Regions from separate parts of the Pan troglodytes genome. Here region 1 is linked to region 2. Evidence: chromatin contacts called from public Hi-C data. All regions are on one chromosome and are shown on one strand. Each heading gives the region's core, a stretch centred on a gene start, on an enhancer-like site or on the middle of the called end of the contact. The rest is flanking DNA. Distances are from core to core; before and after follow the strand shown. Region 1 holds the start of ITPRID2 (ITPR interacting domain containing 2). Region 2 holds the start of UBE2E3 (ubiquitin conjugating enzyme E2 E3).

Region 1 (3,923 bases), core at 172-2,671, 910 kb after region 2:
TTTATTCATTCTCTTTTTCATCTTCCACACAGGCAGCGAGACTCTGACCTATTTTGGAGAGCCATTAAACTGTTAGCTGCATCCTACTACAGGACCCTTGAAGGCTGAGAAAGTCTTATAGGTTCAAAGAAAAGATTTTCTAGTAGTGAAATTTCAAGCCATAGAGATATTAATATCACTGTTCTAACTCCCCTGACATTTGGCAGTACATAGATGAGACTCAGGAGAATATTATGATGGTTCTGGAAAGCTAGTCTGGATTTTGGATTTGATCTTGGGAATATTAGTAAACCATTAGAAGATGTCTTGGAATTGTAAATCTAGAGCAATGCGCTAGAAAGGAGATAGGAAAGAATGAAGGCAGGAAAATCAGTGTGCTATTTTAGTAGTCTATGACTTATGTGTAAATGCCTGGACAAAAACTAGGCACTATTTCATCTCCAGAGCATTCTTCATTCCAAATTCTCCAAAAGTTATGGTTTCCTGTAGCTATCAATGACAATGCACTTAATTACCTTGTAATTCGAATGCTTCCATTAGGAATTTTACTATGCTCTTGATTTTAATTTCAAATGAAAAATAATTCCTTCCTTAAAATATTTTGTCTATGCAAAATATTCTTTTCAATCACGTTAAGATTTTAAAAAGTGTTCTAACTTGTTCTTCAGAGCATAGCCAAGTACAATAAAATATTGGAAGCCTTACTTATATGTATAGTTCAGACATAACATTTAGGGGAACAATGCTGCTTGATAGGTCTGTCACATCGTGTCTGGTTTTGGATAGAATTTGAGTCTTTTTGTTAATGAGAATTTAAACATAACAAAACGGAATGCCAAAGCTGGCTTTAAAAAGTTTTGAACCCTGACATCATTTGTTTCTTGTATCATGCTGTCTCACCAAAATCCAAGCAACTATCTCCACATTGTCCCAATTGTTTCCTCTATTCTCCCTCACCGAAGTCCAACTTCAATGTGAAATTTCCAGATTAAATATCCTTTCACAATTCATTTTCATTCATAACATAAACACGATAAATAACTTTAAGTATGAAAGTAGCACTCCAGGAAGCTTAGTCTTTTGCAGTTTTGACATTTTGGCAACACCAATCAAGCACCTCTTTCCGTCCTTACCCCAATTCCTTGGACACTAAAGAGTCTACATTCAGGCGACTCTTTCAAGTGTATGTTTCAGGGTGCCCAAGCAGACACTTGTTTTCTCGCGGGGGATGTTTTGTGAGACTTGGCCTCCCCACTTTCGTTCTATTTTTAGGTGAGGGAGGAGGAGGAGGAGAGGAGGAAAGATTATTAACAAACTAATCTTGCCCATTCCGCGGGCAGTAGTCGGGGGCTGGCCTGCTCCGCGTCGCGCCGGGCGCGCCCCGCCCTACCGCGCCCCGCGCGCCCCCGGCCGGAAGGGGGCGTGGGCCGCCGCCGAGGGAAGGCGCGCAGACGCGCAGCGGCCGGCCTGCTCCGGGCGCGTCAGGCAGGGGGTGGGGAGCAGGGGCCGGGCGGGCGCTCGGCTCCCAGCCGCGCTCCCTCGGGCCACTAGCGCTCCCGCGCCGCGCCCGGCCGCCTTCATGTGAAGCGCCGGCCCTCCGCCCCTTCCCTCCCCTTCCTTCCCTCCCTCCCTCCCTGTCCCCTCCTCCTCCTCCTCCTCCTCCTCCTCCGGCGCCCGCTTCAGCTCCCCGGGGCCCCCTGCCCGGCCGGGCGCTGACAGCAAGGGCGGGGGTCCCCGCCGCCGCCGTGTCTCGCGCAGGGTCCGGCTGGGGTAGCGGAGCCCCCAGTGCGGCCATGGACCGGCCCCTGTCGTCGTCGGCGGAGGCGGAGGAGGAACTGGAGTGGCAAGTGGCGAGTCGCAGGAGGAAGGCCTGGGCCAAGTGCCGCAGCTCCTGGCAAGCGTCGGAGACGGAGGATCTGTCCACAGAAGCGACGACGCAGGACGAGGAGGAGGACGAGGAGGAGGACCTCCCCGGCGCGCAGCTGCCGGCAGCGGGGGGAAGAGGTCGGTGCGCCCGGCCGGGCTCTGGGGGGAGGCTGGTGGGCTGGGGAGAGTCTCGTGCGCCCTGGGCGCCTGCCACGAGTTCTGGGAGAGCCTCGGGCACGGTAGGCCGAGGGGAGAGGGGACACTTCCGACCTTCAAACGCGCGCGCTGGACGAGGCGCCCCCAGCGTCAACACAGACAACTGGGTGCCATCCGATTTCCCTGCCAAGGGACACTGAGACGTGTCGCTTAGGCTGCATTTGCCGTGGTAGATTTTCCTACTTGGGAGGGTCCAGGGTGACTCCGCCGTCGTAGTGCTCCTGGGTGGTAACGTGCTGTCCCCTCTCTCTACCCCCAGGAAACGTGCCCAACGAGAAGATCGCGATATGGCTCAAGGACTGCCGGTGAGTGCTCCCTGGCCCGCCCGCGTCCCGGGGGAGATCCGTGCGGACGGGACGCCGGAGCAGAGCCACTCGGGCCGCGTCCCTGTGGGTCCCGCGACCGTTGTAAGCTACAAACCGGAAAGTGAGCCGGCGGATAGCTTCCTCCTCTAAGCGATTAGAAATGGAAGTGCTGTGACCGCTGATTATTTGGTGACCGTGTTGACTTTACAGTTAGGACTTGAGCTACTCACGCATCGTGTTAGCATCAGAGATCAGAAATCCAGAACAGATAATCATGCCAAATTTGTTCTGTTTTTATTTGAAAGAATTCTCACATCTCACAGGATATTTTGTTTTGCTTTAGTTTTGGCATCTGTACAACTGGCACGGAATCATTTTCCTTTCAAATGTGTTTTAGACGAGTTTGATTTACCTAACTACACTAAATGGGCTTTAATTTTGTTTTTGTTTGGGGAGCTATTAAAACTAGCTAACTTTGTACTTATAGTTTACTTCTTGAACATGGAATTGTCAGATGGCACTGAATTCTCAGGGAATAGAACTTTGAAAAGCATTCAGACTGCATAAATCTGTTTAATTACGTGCTTTGGCAACTGGTACAAAAATGTTTGATAAAATACAGAGGAGATGAATCATGTTGCACGTAAATCTGACTACAGCAAAATGTACTTGTTTCTTATTTTTTCCACTTTATTTGCTAGTTGTAAAATCAGGAATGTAGCCTTTAAACTTTTGTTGGTGTTTGCTTTCGAGCATATTTTTGCTTTCTCAATTTAGATTTTCTTAATATTTTGTTCAAATATTAGAGTTAGGGTAGTTTGTTTTGTTTTGTTGTGGAAAGTGATTCATATGCCAGTTTGCCTCCTCTAAAGACAGACAAGATATTGGCTACCATGATATTAATGCCTTGTTTTGATGAATCGACTGGAACCTTATTGAACACTCTTTATTACAGAACTCGTACCCTTTATTGGAAGTGTCATAGACCCTTCTGAAATATGATGACATATATGGAATAACTTCTGTTTAAAGATGCACAGAGGCAAATACACTGCTTGAAGTCCTTGGACCCCAGATTTACAATCTAGCTGTAAATCAATCTCCCAGTTTTCAGATAAGCCTTAGATATTAGATACTTCACTCAAAGTATGGATCAAGAAATTGTATTAATGTGCTACTGGTTCATTTAATTGTTAAATACTAAAATAGTCTATAATTTAAAAGCTTGAAATTTTGAATGTACGTGTTCAGGACCTTTTGGGTGAGATCTGATGAAACTAGTATCTTTCAGGTTTCCTCTTAGAAATGTGTTTGAGAAGTTGTTTTGTAACTTTTACTTAAGTCTTTTAAAGCCTCCAATCTGACTCTTTATTTAAATACAGTCCTAAGTACAGTATTGGCTTACTTTAGGTTTCTTAAAATAGGCTTAGCATTACAAATACATTTATAATGTTTTATTGTTTAAATTCAAGTGCATATTCAAAAGAATTTTAAAAATTAAGAACAAGAGAAGAATCACACTATAGTTTAATGACA
Region 2 (4,244 bases), core at 1,297-3,796:
GTGGAACTATTCTGAGGGACCTTATGGGAAAAGGGCCCTTTTTATATTTTATGAAATAATTGCATTAGGTCAAATTTGTATGCTTCCAAGAGTGCCTGTGAAACATGATCCTTAATTTCAAGGATTGACATAGCAAAAACAAGAGAGAAAAAATAATTACAAAACAGGTTGTCACGCAAGGAAGAACTAAACATTAGAAACAATTTATACCTTACAAGTTACTTCTGGTGGAGGTGATGCCAAGTCACCTGGGAGAGGAGCTGTGAGCTGAAATCATTTGAGCAACCCCTTGAGTCAGCTGAATGAAGGCAGCCAGGCACCTCACATTGTAGGGGCAGGGCACTACTGCCCCTAACCTTATGGAGCCATTCATTATCTTTACGGTGACTTTAACAATAGGTATTATTTGTTGAACACCCAAATTCCAGGTATTTTGCCAAGAGCATTATCTATATTATCTACATTATCACTGGCCCTAGTGCTGTCTCCAGGACCAATCTAATGTTTCCTTCTTTGACGTTTACCTCATGCCCCACAATTCCAACCTGAATTAATAGTTCCATTATTAATTAATTGATGATTAGTAATGCTCTTTTCTCATTCTCTTTACTTCTTTAATACAGCACTTCTCATTCTGCAGGCTACATTTCTGGCTGCCCCACTGCACAATTGAGCTTGGTTAAGAGGATGACCCATGTTTCACTCCAGTTTCCCAAGCAGTTAGTAGATCCTAAATATTCTGTTGGGTGAATGTTAAGTTAAACTCCATGACTTCAAATTCGCCAAAGAATCACGGAATCATGGAATTTTTGAGCAGGAGAGGACTTAGAACCTTTGATACAATCTCCTTTTACATAAAAGTAATTGAAATAACTTAACTTGCCTGAGGTCATATGAACTTCGTAGAATGAGGATTAGAATACACTTCCCTGGCTTTTCAACCCAATACTATTTCTTCTGTAGAAGATGTTACCAAACAACTAAATATCTTTCTCCCCTAAGCTCCTTACCCCACTAAATCCTATCAGCAATTGGCCTTTGGGCCTTCAGGCTATTTCTGTTCTTAAATTTCCTAAAAGAACCCATGTTTAACATACAGCTTTCCTTTTCTGTCTCCCCATTCCAAACAAAGCAAAGCTTCAACTCCAAATTGGCTGGCTTTTGCTGTAACATCACATCGTGTAAAGCTGGGGGAAAATTCTGCTTTTATTTTCACTAACAAGCTTTTCCCACAAGCACTCTTTGACCCAGCCAAATCAAAATGCTTGTCCACACACAGACCATGATCTTTTTTGAAGCATGAGATATTCTATCTGTTCATTCTGAGTGGAATATCCTTACTACTTATGAACCTCGCGAACTTTAATGAACTGTTCCCCTTCTGGACTAGGAGCTCTTAGCACAGAGTAGAGACCTGGCTTTAGTCACACAGCAATTGAATGAGTGTATGTCCAGCACCTAGCAACATATAGCCCTCAATAAAGTTAACTGAATGACTGTGTCTTTGGAAAATTATGGAAATGTAACTTACTCTTTAGAGTTGCTATCAAGCCTTTACCAAAAGTTTTCTATTAGGAGAAATAGTAAGCAAATAAGTTGGCTCACTCAGTCTTTTCTTCTTTCCCTTAACTCTGTACATGTTTTGACTGCCATTCTCGCTCCCTTTGTGAACTGCACATTCTCACAGCACCCCTGCCCCTAGACACTTGTGGGAGAGGAATCCACAAATTCCTTTGAGGCTCCATCACCGGAACAAGTTCTCAGTAGCTGGAGAAGGTCTGGGTGGCAAACAGGAAGTTTTTGTATTCTGGCTACTTTGTGCCGCGGGGTAAAAACCGCAGAGTCCACCTGGAGACTGCAAAAAGAATGGTAGAACAAACAAAACTGTCACTATCTCCACCTAAAGCTTTTCTGGGTGGACATTCTGACTCAACATCACTCAGGACTTTTCTTTCCAGAACTGGCTCCTCATGTGCAAGACAGAAGAGTCCCGCAGAAAAGTGTCATGTTTTAGCTCTCATCGCCACCCCCCAACCCCAAACTCTTCTCCTTCACTTTTAAGAATGTTGAGCGGGACATTTTAAACACTGTTTTGGATTTTTAAGGTTTCAAATAATCCGAAGGACAGTTCCCTTTGGCAGCGACAGTTGCAAGCTATGAGCCAAAAAGAAATAGAGGTTGTTCCCCTAATCTCCAAATACATTCTACCCTCTTCAATTCCCAGGACCCCAACTTGTCCCTTCCTCCAGCTTACGCGAGGGGCAAGTGGCAGCTCTTCTCCGCCTGCGTGCCTGGCCTCGTCAACAACACCCATTAGTCTCCCGTCTCCCGGGGCGGCGGGGGACTCCCAACCACGCGCCCAGGGCCCTTGCCCAGGTACTGGGGCCCCGGGAGCCACGACGGCCCCCGCGCAGGCGGATGAGATGGAACCAGCCCTGGGGACGCGGGTAGCCCAATGGGCAGCCTCGCCCCGGAGGCGGGCCCAGGCCGGAAGCCACCCCGCGGCACAGCGGCCCCGCGATACGGTGCCCGCTCCCCCGCCTTCTCTGGCACAGGCTCCGCGGCCAAGGGCGGCAGGGGCCAGCCCGCCGGGTCCCCGCCGCGCTCTTTGTCCTGGCCGCGCGCGGGCGGACGCGTGCACCCCCAGGGTGAGGGGAGGTGTGGAGAGCGCGCACGGGAGCGCGCGGGAACGGCTCGCGCCCGCCGGGCGTCGGCGGCGCGCGCCTCTCCGCCAGGCAAGCAGCGAGCACGCGCGTCGCCGCCGCGCCCGCGCGTCGCCGCCGCGCCCGCCCCTCCCCCCGCGCTCGCCTCGGAACTTGCTGACTGCGCGGCCGGGAGGAGCCTCGCCGGGCGGCGGCGGCGGGAGGCTACAGCGCGCGGGGGTCTCCCGCGTCCCCTCCGCCTCGCCGGGAGCTCGCGCCCTCGCCCAGCCGAGCTCCCACCCCCCCCTTTTTTCCGAAGGCGCTGGGCGGCGCCACCCTCCGGCCGGAGCCCGGCACTGCACAGCCCCCTCCGACTTTCAATGTTCCACACTCCCCGGCCAGAGCCTCCTCGGCTTCTTTTTTTCCCTCCCCCCCCTTCCCCCCCCCACAGCTGCCTCCATTTCCTTAAGGAAGGGTTTTTTTCTCTCTCCCTCCCCCACACCGTAGCGGCGCGCGAGCGGGCCGGGCGGGCGGCCGAGGTAAGGCGGCGGGGCCGGGGGGCCGCGTTGGGGGCGGCCGGGGCGGCGGCGGCGGTGGGGGAGGGGGCGGGGGCGGGCAGCTTTGTTCGCGCCGGGCGCCCGCGCCGCCGGTGTCCGCGAGCCGCGGCGGGGCCGGCTGGGCTGCTCGCATCACTTGGCGCCCGGCGCGGCGAGCGCTACCCGCGGCCCCCGCGCGGCCCTCCCCACAAAGGGCCGCGGAGCTGCGTGGCCGCCGCCGCCGGCCGTGGCTCGCCTCCGCGGGCGCGGAAATTTGTTGGACTTCTTGGGGCTTTGTTTATTTGTTTGTTTTTTCTCTGGGTTTCATATTTTTTTCGTTATTTTGGACAAAATGTCGGTCCGTGATATAAAAATTGAGCGAGGAACCTTGGTGGCATTGGGAGCTTTGCAGAAGGTGCAGTTTGAATTCTGCTTTTCCCAGGGTGGCAGCTCGGTCTTGGCCGGATGAATCTTCGCTGCTGGCCGTGGAAACAGCTAGAGCAGCTCGTTAGTTGATTTTTAAATTTCCAAGTGTTGTGTTTAAAGGCTTTACGTGCACTGAGGAGGAATCGCCACCTTAAATAAGCATATGGGCGATTAACAGGGTGTGTTTTCCTCTCGGAAAGGGAATTTGGTAGCTTTGACCAATGTCAATGTGTAAATATTTAGACGTTATTAGTGACTTTTAAACATTTTTCAGCGAGATCTGTTATTTACAGTGTGTCATATGTTATTAATGCTTGTTGCCTAAGTTCCTTGGCAAATCTGTTTCATGCCTTCTGAGAAAGTAGACAATTGATAGATTGTCCAAGAGATGGAAAAAATGTGAGTGGGTTTTCTAACTTGAGTTCGGCAAATCCCTGAACGCTGGCGTTGTGTGACACATCACCTCCCCTGTACCCCTGTTGTACGATGAAATAAGTGTGAACACTTTTGAAGCTTTTTCATTACAAGACGATTTTAGATGACTAGAAGAAAATGCTGTTGGTTTATTTCCTAGATTTAACATTTTCTCCTCCTCCTCCCGTTCTCTTTAAAAGTTTTCCAAGAGATAACTTCACCAAGA

Evidence for each region. A called contact is a pair of places that touch in the nucleus more often than the background predicts.
Region 1: a Hi-C map of stem cell-derived neural progenitor cells shows a contact between it and region 2, with 5 times the contacts expected there. The contact joins the promoter of ITPRID2 here to the promoter of UBE2E3 in region 2. A contact is called at or near these places in 1 of 7 Hi-C or Micro-C datasets (stem cell-derived neural progenitor cells) and 1 of 1 datasets of contacts at active chromatin or transcription factors (stem cell-derived excitatory neurons).

Annotation. Positions count from the first base shown.
Region 1 is chr13:83,922,857-83,926,779 of NHGRI_mPanTro3-v2.0_pri, forward strand. ITPRID2 (ITPR interacting domain containing 2) reads left to right here and starts at 1,422. Exons shown (of 16, transcript XM_063790623.1): 1 at 1,422-2,004; 2 at 2,342-2,387. The coding sequence starts at 1,794.
Region 2 is chr13:83,014,288-83,018,531 of NHGRI_mPanTro3-v2.0_pri, forward strand. UBE2E3 (ubiquitin conjugating enzyme E2 E3) reads left to right here and starts at 2,547. Exons shown (of 6, transcript XM_016950121.4): 1 at 2,547-3,181; 2 at 4,219-4,244. The coding sequence starts at 4,244.